Regions from separate parts of the Mus musculus genome. Here region 2 is linked to region 1. The links are chromatin contacts, called in public promoter capture Hi-C maps. All regions are on one chromosome and are shown on one strand. The core of a region is the stretch at or near the end of the contact, and the rest is flanking DNA. Distances in the headings are between cores, read along the strand shown. Region 1 overlaps Hfm1 (HFM1, ATP-dependent DNA helicase homolog). Region 2 holds the start of Rpl5 (ribosomal protein L5).

Region 1 (4,989 bases), core at 2,069-4,568:
CTTACTGTAAGAAACATTACAGCCAATGGCTCCATTTGCACTTACTCTGAATCAATCCATCACCATGAAATCAACACAAAATCCCACTTTCATAAGACCCTCCTAGGCAGTGAAATGACAGTAAGCTAGTGTAGGCACACCAGGTAAGAGCCTGCCCCACAGACAACTCCATCTCCAACTTACTTCCCCATCACTTTTGTCAAAAGCACCTAGGCTTACAATGGATGCTCAGATTTGCCCTCCTCATTCTTTCCCCTCCCTCCCTCCCTCCCTCCCTCCCTCCCTCCCTCCCTTCCTTCCTTCCTTCCTTTCTTCCTTCCTAGATGATCTTCATGCCAATTTAATGACTTCCAAGCTTCTTACAGATACCAGCTGTTTTAAAATGATTAATCTTTCTTAAAATAGGAAAATATTAATAAGCTAATAGATAAAACTAGCCAAATATTTGAGTATTGTGACAAATTAAAAAACAAAAACTATATGAAGCAGAAGTATTAAAGAGTATATAGATAGAATTTATATACACAATAATAAACTATAGAAGATAAAATATGGGCTGGAGAGATGGCTCAGCGGTTAAGAGCACCGACTGCTCTTCCAAAGGTCCTGAGTTCAAATCCCAGCAACCACATGGTGGCTTACAACCATCCATAATGAGATCTAACACCCTCTTCTTGGGTGTCTGAAGACAGCTACAGTGTACTTACATATAATAAATAAATAAATCTTTAAAAAAGAAGATAAAATATTAGTAACATGAAAGAACAAGAAAATCATAAAACAATTTAACTGAGATGTGATGGCACACACTTGTAACTCCAGCACGCTGAAGGCTAAGGCAGGATGGTTGTCTGTAGTGTGAGGCCAGCAATGGATACAAAGTGAGACTGTCTCAAAGCAAAACAAAAAGATTTTTTTTTAAACCCAAAGAATTGGAGATAACATTTAAGAACTGCTACCTGCATTAATGGCAGTCTAAATAATTATAAAATAACATTCTGCTGAAGTCAACCAATATAGTTAACAGAAATATGGCTATCATTTATAAATCCTGGAAGAGCTGGGTGGTGGAGGCACAAGCCTTTAATCCCAGCAATTGAGAGGCAGAGGTAGGCAGATCTCCATCAGTTCAAGGCCAGAATGGTCTACAGAGTGAGTTCACTAAACAGAGAAATCCTGTCGTGAAAAGAACTAGATAGATAGACAGACAGACACACAGACCAACCCTCAAAGAACTAAAAGGATATTTTAGCTGGACAGAGCTGAGATCCAAAGGCTGCCTTTGGCTCATGTGACCCTATGAAACTGTTCTATCATCTATCTTACCAAAAGGGAAAGAAATGGAAGGAAAACGTTCCTTAGAATCTTTTGGACAAAGTAACTTCAGAAGCCACGAAAGTTATACATGTGACTGCTAAAAAGACACTAAAGTGTGACTCTTGAGAAACACATGCCCACACATGCATGTCATCCTGTCCTAAGGGAGAAGGAAGTCATCCCCTCCTTAACGCCTACGCCTAAGCTCATATAAAGACTTTCTTACCTACCCTCCCTCCATCCTGACTCATCCTGATACTCTCTTCTTTAGTAAAAATCAACAATACTGTTTCACCTGAGCACTACACAGCCTTGTTTCCTTTTTAGTCTGAGAGAACATGAGCTGCTACACCTGGCAGCACACAGCCTTGTTTCCTTTCCAGCTCTGCTGCTGCCAACATACAAGATGCAATTCTTTTTGTTTTGTTTTGTTTTGTTTTGTTTTTGTTTTTCGAGACAGGGTTTCTCTGTATAGCCCTGGCTGTCCTGGAACTCATTTTGTAGACCAGGCTAGCCTCAAACTCAGAAATCTGCCTGCCTCTGCCCCCAAGTGCTGGGATTAAAGGCGTGCGCCAGTATGCCTGGCCACAAGATGCAATTCTTAGTGAATTTATATAATGTTTATAGCTGCATCTGTAAAACTAAACTGCATTTCACAAGAAACAAAACTGGAAACAGAGATCTGAAGTCTGAAGCCTATAGTAAGAAGAAAGGTCAAGGAGACTCCCATTTAAAAGCAGAACCAACACAGCAGTGTCCAGAAGAGAAAATCAGGCAGCATCCATTGATGCTGAGAAAGAAAACGTGTCACTCGATTATTTACTAGATGTGTTTAATAGACAAGGAAATGATGCCTTATAGCTATAAATGATGATACTCTATTGGAAACAAGATCATAATTTTGTTTTACCATTGATTAAATTTTAGTAAAACAAAATTTTAGTCTTAGTAAGCAAGCGATTCAGTGACACCATAAGGAAAAGTACCTGTTGGTTTAAAATTAACATCTTCATCCATCTTTATCAGGTCTAGTGATGATAAATCTTTCAGATTCTTCAAACATAATTCTGTTCAATTATAGAAAACAGATTTTAAGTTTAGTAAGATAAGAAATAAATGAAAATTAAAATTACTATTAAATATATTGAAGATGTCTGCTATATAGCATTATTGTTCTGGAAGAACTGGAGCCTTTAAATAGCAAGAAAAAACTCGGGAAACAACATTCAATTAATATGTTACATACCATTCAGCACTTGGGACATCTGAAATTATATCTATACCTATGTCTATATCTATCTATCTATCTACTTACATACATACATATATCTTTAATTAATTCTCAAAAAATAATAAAACATGCAAAAATTACACATACACATTGGAAAACTAAAGAATTGAGGCTGAAGTACTTGTTCCAAGTCTAAAGAACTGTTTTGTTATCTACTCTCCACTATGGCATTGTTTTTCTGATAAACTTTTATCAAACATAAAATAGCACAAAATGATACTGGCTGACACCAGAATTCACAGGGCTACTCCTGATGGCTCCAGACCAAGAAAATGCACAGACATGTAGATAGGATCCAGAAAAGAGAGAGAACTTATTCAGTAAAAATACACTCCCAAGGAGGAAACAGACTGGAGCAGGGGAAAAAGTATAACAGCTCCTCTGCCTGGCTTTAGAGGGGGCTGGGGCCCTCTCCCTCATGTGCATAGTGGAGGCCAGGCCCTCTCCCTCATGTGCATAGTGGAGGCCAGGCCCTCTCCCTCATGTGCATAGTGGAGCCCAGGGCCCTCTCCTTCATTTGCATAATGGAACCCAAGGCATGCTCTATCTGTTGCATGTAGTTCTACATACAACTTCACATGTGCCATTAACATCTTAACTCTCCACCCAGAGTTGTGTATTTTAGCATCATATTGAGCCATTTGCTGCTCTCTATACTTCTGTGTGGTTTGAGGGGACTGCAGATGCCCTCAGCAGAAGGGGTCACTACTACTTCCTCTTTGCCACACTAATTTCTCAATGAGGTTTATACAAGGTTCATGGACCTCACTCACTGCCCATTCTCTTGTTTCCAAAGTATATAATCAAAGAGTTTTATGAATTTGTTCTCAAACTTGTCAGTCTTACCCCTCATCCTGTTTGCCACTTTATTGAAATAATCACTTAATTTTTTCTAGCTGATGCTTTTTAGTTTTTTATTTCTATCTCTCTGAAGAGGCTACCATGTGTGTCTTCAGAAACCTCTGAAGAGGAAGCAATACAAAACCATGTGAGTAACTGACAGGAACTAGTGAACACTTCCAATCATACCCTACTGCTTACTGTCCTCAGTGCCCTGGGCAGCAGCCAGAAGGGAGACAGTTTAGAGCAGAGTGAGCAGTACACCCTTCCCAGTCCTACACAGAGGAGCCAATCATAAAGGCCCTTACAGTCCTTATAAGGAACCGTGTCATGCAGTCAGCTTGGCACAGCTAAACACATTTGATAATTATGGCTTTTAAATGTTTTCTAATTACCTTAGTTACCCACTCTTAAGTTAAAATTAGCTTATTATCCACTAATCAGTCACTCAATCAGGGAAGATTTTTGCTATCCTATATACTAAACATCACTCTAAGGTTTACGTTTATAGTGGACAGTACACATTTCTTCATATATGTAGAACTTATATTTTAATGAAAAACCAAATCCACAAATAATGCATTTTGGGTGTTGGAAACTACTAAAAAAAACTAAAGCTGAGAAAGGTTTTTAAAAAACTAATAGTTTTTTAAACACTTAACTAAGGTTTGTACACATTTCATATAATTTCTGTATAAAATATAGATATCCCTAATTTTCATAATAAAGGCATTTTTCTAAGGTCAAAAAATAGTAATAACTACAACATGAAAGTAATTTTATCTTTAAGTGAAGACAGATATAAATAAAACAGCAAGGAAGAGCTCTCTGACAGGTGGGTATTTGAACAGAGACTTAGATGAAATAAATGTGCAAGCCATGTACAATACTTGAGAATGTTCCAAGAGCAAGGAACAGACAATGACAAGACCCCGAGTGACAATGAGCACACTGTAGCTAACATAGTGACAATGAGAGCCCTGTAACTAACTAGTGACAATGGGCATACTGTAACTAACATACAAGGACCAATGTAGAGATAAGAAATAAAATGGAGAAAGGGACAAGAAATGAAGTCAGAGACAGAGGCAGGAGCTATGTGCTGTACCTTGTAGGCACTGTGAAACTTTGCATTTTATTCTCGTGGTTACTGTACCACTCTTAGAGGCTACTGAGCAAGAAGCACAATCAGGTTTGGAGGAGCAAGCCCTGTGCTGCTGTCTTTCCTCCAAGGGATGTCAGGGCTCAGAACGCAGTAGCCCTTGGACCTGAGGGAGCTAAAAGGCTCCGGATAGCTACACTGGCCTTCAGCCTCTGTCCTTACTAGTTACTTTATCTCTGTATTTTTATTTGCCACATATTCAGAGAACAAATTAAAATTAATGTTACTGGATCCAAAACTATTTTTGCTGAAAGTCTCAACACAATGAAGACACAGCAATATTGAATTCTAATAAGTGCTTTTTGAATTTTTATAGTTTAAAAGATAGTTAGTGAAGGATTAAAATTGAAGTTTGAAAGGGAAATATTGCACAGTTTTT
Region 2 (5,259 bases), core at 1,114-3,613, 1.0 Mb after region 1:
ATTATGATCAGAACCAATGGCGGGGGTTGGGGGAGGCATGCTAGTTGTCATACTTAGGGTTTCTATTGCTGTGATGAAATATCATGACCAAAAGGCCATTTGGGGAGGAAAGGGTTTATTCAGCTTACACTTCCACAAAGGAAGTCAGGATAGGAACTTGGAGACAGAGGCTGATGCAGAGGCCATGAAGAGGTACTCCTTACTGGCTTGCTCTGCTGCTTTTTTTTTTTAGAGCCCAGGACCACAGCTCAGGGATAGAACCACCCAGGATGAGCTGAGCCCTACTCCATCAACAACCAACCAAGAAAATGCCCTACAGCTGGACCTCATGGGGGCATTTTCTCAACTCCTCTCTGATGACTCTAACTTGTGTCAAGTTGAAACAGAAAACCAGCTAGTACAATAACTGAGCACACTTTTTTTTAAAAAGTATTTATTTTTATTTGATGTGTGTTTTATTTATTATTTTATTATGAGCATTTTATCATTTGTTTGTCTGTTTATTTAATGTGTTATTTTATTTGGTGTTCTGCCTAGATGTGTGTCTGTGTGAGTGTTAGATTTTGGGGTTTCAGAAAGTTGTGAGCTGCCTTGTGGGAGCTGGGAAACTCCAAGATCTGAATCATTAGAGAGGAGGTGGCCTCCACTGAGAAAAATGCCTACATGAGATCCAGCTGTAGGACATTTTCTATTGATTGCTGCTGCTGACCCACACACTTCTAGGGGATTCGGCTTCAACCTGGAATCTCACCACAGGAATGCTGGGATTACAGGTACATACTCCATTCCTGGCTTTCCATAAGGGTTCCGGGGGTCTGACGTCAGTACATCAGGTTTGTATAGCAATCACTTTTACCTGCTGAGCTATCCATAAAAATACAAATATTTTTAAGGAGTCCCACTGCCCCTCCAAAATCTGAGCACCAGTGTCATAAAATGCTATTGCTAAAAATAATTGGGTACACAGAATTTGGGGAAGCAACTTTGTTTTGTTTTTTCTTTTCTTTCTTTCTTTTCTTTTCTTTTTTTTTTTTTTTTTTTTTGTTTCGTTTTGTTTTTTGAGACAGAGTTTCTCTGTGTAGCCCTGGCTGTCCTGGAACTCACTCTGTAGACCAGGCTAGCCTTAAACTCAGAAATCCACCTGCCTCTGCCTCCCGAGCGCTGGGATTAAAGGCGTGCGCCACCACGCCCGGCTAGGGAAGCAATTTTCAAATTGCATTCTCATTGACTTTGGTTTTCCGAGACAGGATTTCTCTGTGTAGCCCTGGCTGACCTGGAACTCACTTTGTAGACCAGGCTGGCATCAAACTCAAATCTGCCTGCCTCTGCCTCCCAGGTCGTGCACCACCACTGCCCGGCTCTCAGACTTTTTTTAGACTTTCTAAAGCTCTCAGCCTTATAACTGTTCTTTCACGTGTTTAAATAATTGTTTGTATGCATTTCTTTTCCTTCAGGCAGCCCAGGCTGGCTTCCAATTCACTAGGTAGCCTAGGCTAGCCTTGCACTTTCTGATTCTTTTTCCTCTCCCTTCTAAGTACTGAGGCTGCAATTCTTAGCTGCACACCCAGTCCTAAAAAGAAACTTCTTGAGGAAGGGGACTAAGAGTGATGGAGGAGGCGGCGCTCATAATGTCAGGAATTCTGGGGACAATGGAAGCATAAAGGCAACAGGAGAGTGCAGTGGGTTTTGTTTTGTTTTCACCATGTAACAGGTAACTAAGAATTGACTGGAGGTCAGCACTCTGAGAAGTGCTGGAGAATGAAAAGTATGCTTGAAGCAGATGTCAAGATGCTATGCAAAGGCAGAAGAGTCTCTTCTAACTCAAACTTGAGGCTCTGAGGCTGAGCTTCCCGGCGGCCCTGTGTGCTGGGAATTCCGAAATATATATTCCAGAAGTGAGTCAAGTCATGGAGAAGGCAAGATTTCAGCATAGGCAAATTCATGTATTTAACTTAATTTTTACCCCCTCCTGCTTAGAAAAATAATTATATAAGTGTGGTGTGTGTGCGTGCATGCCGAGCGTGTTTTTAAAAATGTCCTCCTGCCCGGTAGTGGTGGCACACGCCTTTAATCCCAGCACTTGGGAGGCAGAGGCAGGCTGATTTCTGAGTTCGAGACCAGCCTGGTCTACAGAGTGAGTTCCAGGACAGCCAGGGTCACACAGAGAAACCCTATCTCGAAAAACCACCCCCCCCCCAAAAAAAAAAAAAAAAAAGTCCTCGCAAAAAGCCTCTATTTCCCTTTCTCATCGCCCATCCTCCATGCTCGTTGAGAGGAGGAAGATGACATTCATCCTCCTACCGGCAGGGGGCGATAGCCCGCGCATCTTGAGGCCTACAGCCACTCTTTCTCACGTCGCTTGCGTGCTGGTGGTGCTACATACTGCGCATGCGTACGTGACTCCGGTCTTTTTCCCCCTTAGCGCGGCCGACTCTGCAGGTCTGCGTGGAGCCGCGGTTGCGGGTCTCTATTCCGCAGGATGGTGAGTGGGCATCTGGGTCTCAGGCCCGTGCGTGCACCGGGGTGCCCCCTCCTCTCGCGGATGCCCGCTCGGGGTCGGCTCGTGCGACCCGGGGGGCAGATGGCATTCGATTCCCGGCTCTGCGCCCGCCGTTCCAGCGTGGCCTAATGGCTGCCGGGTGCCAGCCGGGGGAGGGGCCGCGGCGGAGGGTGCTCGGGACGAGGCTTCCGAGTCCGGCTGCCAGCCGCAGTTGTCTCCGGGGTCGTCAGGAGGCCGTGCCACGGAAGCCCGAATCCCTCGGCCTCGCACAGAGCCCTGAAGCCGGGAGTGTCTGTCAGTGGAGGCCGTGGCGCTGCTGCGTCCCGGAAGGGATGTGGCGGCCCCTGGCTCTTCCTGGCCAGAGTCTGGCCCTGTTTTCAGAGATTTGCTGAGATCGGACTTGAGAGGTGGGGTGCAGCTCTTCATTTGCGAGGAGTAATTGTAGATCGTACTCTGCCATTTGAGCCCGGTTTAGGCAGGGAGGAAGTGAGCGCCGAGTGGTTGAACTTTCTCGGTGAGGTGTGCAGTTGTCGGCACAGATTGGCTCCGGTGTAGGTGATACATCCCGGCGGTTTGGCGTAGGGATCGATCAGTGGTACAGGAATTGAAAGATTGTTTAAAGGCAGTACGAAAATGTCTTTGTACCTGCAAGTTGTAGTAAGGAGCCTGCAGTTGTGGATGGAGCGACTTGGGTCGGTGCCCTATTCCGCCCAGCCATCTTTACGTGTTTTCTGAGGCTTAGTTAGGTGTGTTTGGCGAAGAGAACCAGTGCAACAGCAGTTCTCCATCTGGTTCTTAACCCATCTGTCAGATATTTGTATTAACGATGAATAACTACAAGATTAAATTAACGAAGCAGCAACGAGATTTATGGTTTGGGGAAGGGTCACCACAGCATGAGGAACTAACCTTATTAAAGGTTGAGCACTGCACAACAGCGATTCTTGTTTCCGGTCAGCTTAGAAACATGCTATAGAAGTTGACACTTGTAATAATTTGCTTTTGAAACTTGGGCATGATTTTGTTACATAGTTAAATAAAAAAATACAGACCAAAACCCAGGTGGTTCTTGCCTATTAATTCGGCGCTCAGAAACTACCAAATGCTAGGTCATGTTGGGCTACATAGTTGGCCTGTATCAAAAGAAAAAAGTCATGGGACGAAACAATTAGCAAAGCCCTGATAATTTTTTTTTTCCTTTAAAGGGGTTTGTGAAAGTTGTCAAGAATAAGGCCTACTTTAAAAGATACCAAGTGAGATTTCGAAGGCGGCGAGGTATGAACTTTTTCTGTTTTAGTTTCTGAAGACTGTTTCAAGGTGGAACCTTCCCTGGTTAAATTTTTTTTTCCCCTTGCAGAGGGTAAAACTGACTACTATGCTCGAAAACGATTGGTGATCCAGGACAAGAATAAGTACAACACACCCAAATATAGGATGATAGTTCGTGTAACTAACAGAGATATCATCTGCCAGGTGAGTTATGTCCTAGACTTGAGTAGTGTGGTCAGACGCATCAACTCTAACTTTTGGGAGAGACTATTTTCTTGTGTTAGTAGATTTCAGTGGCGGGTGGGGGGGGTGGGGGTGGGGGGAAGGTTTGGAAATCCTGGCTTTGCTTAATTTCCATTATGGAATTTGAGAGGAGGACTGGGAAATCTGTTGATATGAATAGTCTTCCAATTACCTTCATCTGTCACGCATTAACTCCTGGTGCTTACTTTATGGGCTTGTGTGCCATTTTACTGATTTAAAAAGGCTGGTAATAGGGTGGTAGGACTCTTGTTGCCAGGCAGGGTTGCTCATCTGTCATCCCAGCATGACAAGCTATTTCTATTTACTGTTTGAAATAGGTTTTAAAATACACAAAAATGTCTTCCACTTTGAAAGCCCTTTAAAAATGGCAGTCCCTGTATTCAGGGCTTTTACAATAAAAATTTGCTGGTCAGGAGATAGGTGCACTTGCCTTTTGTGACTTTGTTAACTGAAGGTGGGGTTGTCTGGTGTTCTGATAATTAAGGATGAAGTGTCTAAGACTTGGTTAAATTTAGCTCAAAAGATACTTTTAAGTAAGTGAGACCTGACTTTGGTGGTGGTGGATCTTTATTTAGTTAACCTTGGCTGTTGCCTGTAGACCAGGCTGGCCTTGAATTTAAAGCTCTGCCTGCCTCTACCTCCCCAGGGCTAGGATTAAAGGTGCCCTTTTTTGAGATGGGGTCCTACTGTATGACCCTGGCTGACCTGTAATTCTTTGTAGACCAGGCCAGCCTTGAAAGAATCTTGCAATATAGCCATGAGCTCAGGATCTAGTCTGAGATCATCTCCTGCCCAGTTTGTTGACTTCTAAAGGCACCTATGATTTCACCAACTCACCCACCATAAATAATGCCTTCAGTATTTAGAAAGAGCTATTATAATTGAGTTCTAACATGCCATATGTATTTTAACCATACTTTTCCCCCTAAACCACCATGTAGTTGATGCCCATACAGATTAGTCTTCAATGAGTTGTCTCTTCTCATCACAGCTTGTTAAGAGGCACTTAGGTGGGACAGGTACCAAAGCATTGATAGCAACAAGTTAATAACCTGACTTTTCTCACTGCAGATTGCATATGCCCGTATAGAAGGGGATATGATCGTCTGTGCAGCATATGCACATGAACTTCCAAAATATGGTGTGAAAGTTGGCCTGACAAATTATGCTGCAGCCTATTGCACTGGCCTGCTGCTGGCCCGCAGGGTATGTATATAATATCTTCA

The links. Promoter capture Hi-C pulls out the DNA fragments that hold promoters and counts their contacts.
Region 2: a contact with region 1 is called in a promoter capture Hi-C map of the HPC-7 cell line, with 4 times the contacts expected there. The contact joins the promoter of Rpl5 here to the enhancer-like site in region 1. A contact is called at or near these places in 8 of 39 promoter capture datasets (the 3T3-L1 cell line, 3T3-L1-derived adipocytes, the C10 cell line and 5 more) and 1 of 9 other capture datasets (liver).

What each region holds. Positions count from the first base shown.
Region 1 is chr5:106,884,208-106,889,196 of GRCm38.p6, forward strand. It overlaps Hfm1 (HFM1, ATP-dependent DNA helicase homolog), which reads right to left. Exons shown (of 40, transcript NM_177873.3): 21 at 2,304-2,384. Among named protein-coding and RNA genes, the nearest start is that of Hfm1, 39 kb to the right of the region's middle. Within about 2 kb of position 3,319, at least 52 of the 459 cell types and tissues checked have an H3K27ac peak or open chromatin away from gene starts, as enhancers often do. A contact at or near this core is called in the HPC-7 cell line, where this site is marked.
Region 2 is chr5:107,898,165-107,903,423 of GRCm38.p6, forward strand. Rpl5 (ribosomal protein L5) reads left to right here and starts at 2,364. Exons shown (of 8, transcript NM_016980.2): 1 at 2,364-2,482; 2 at 3,706-3,775; 3 at 3,858-3,973; 4 at 5,105-5,239. The coding sequence starts at 2,480.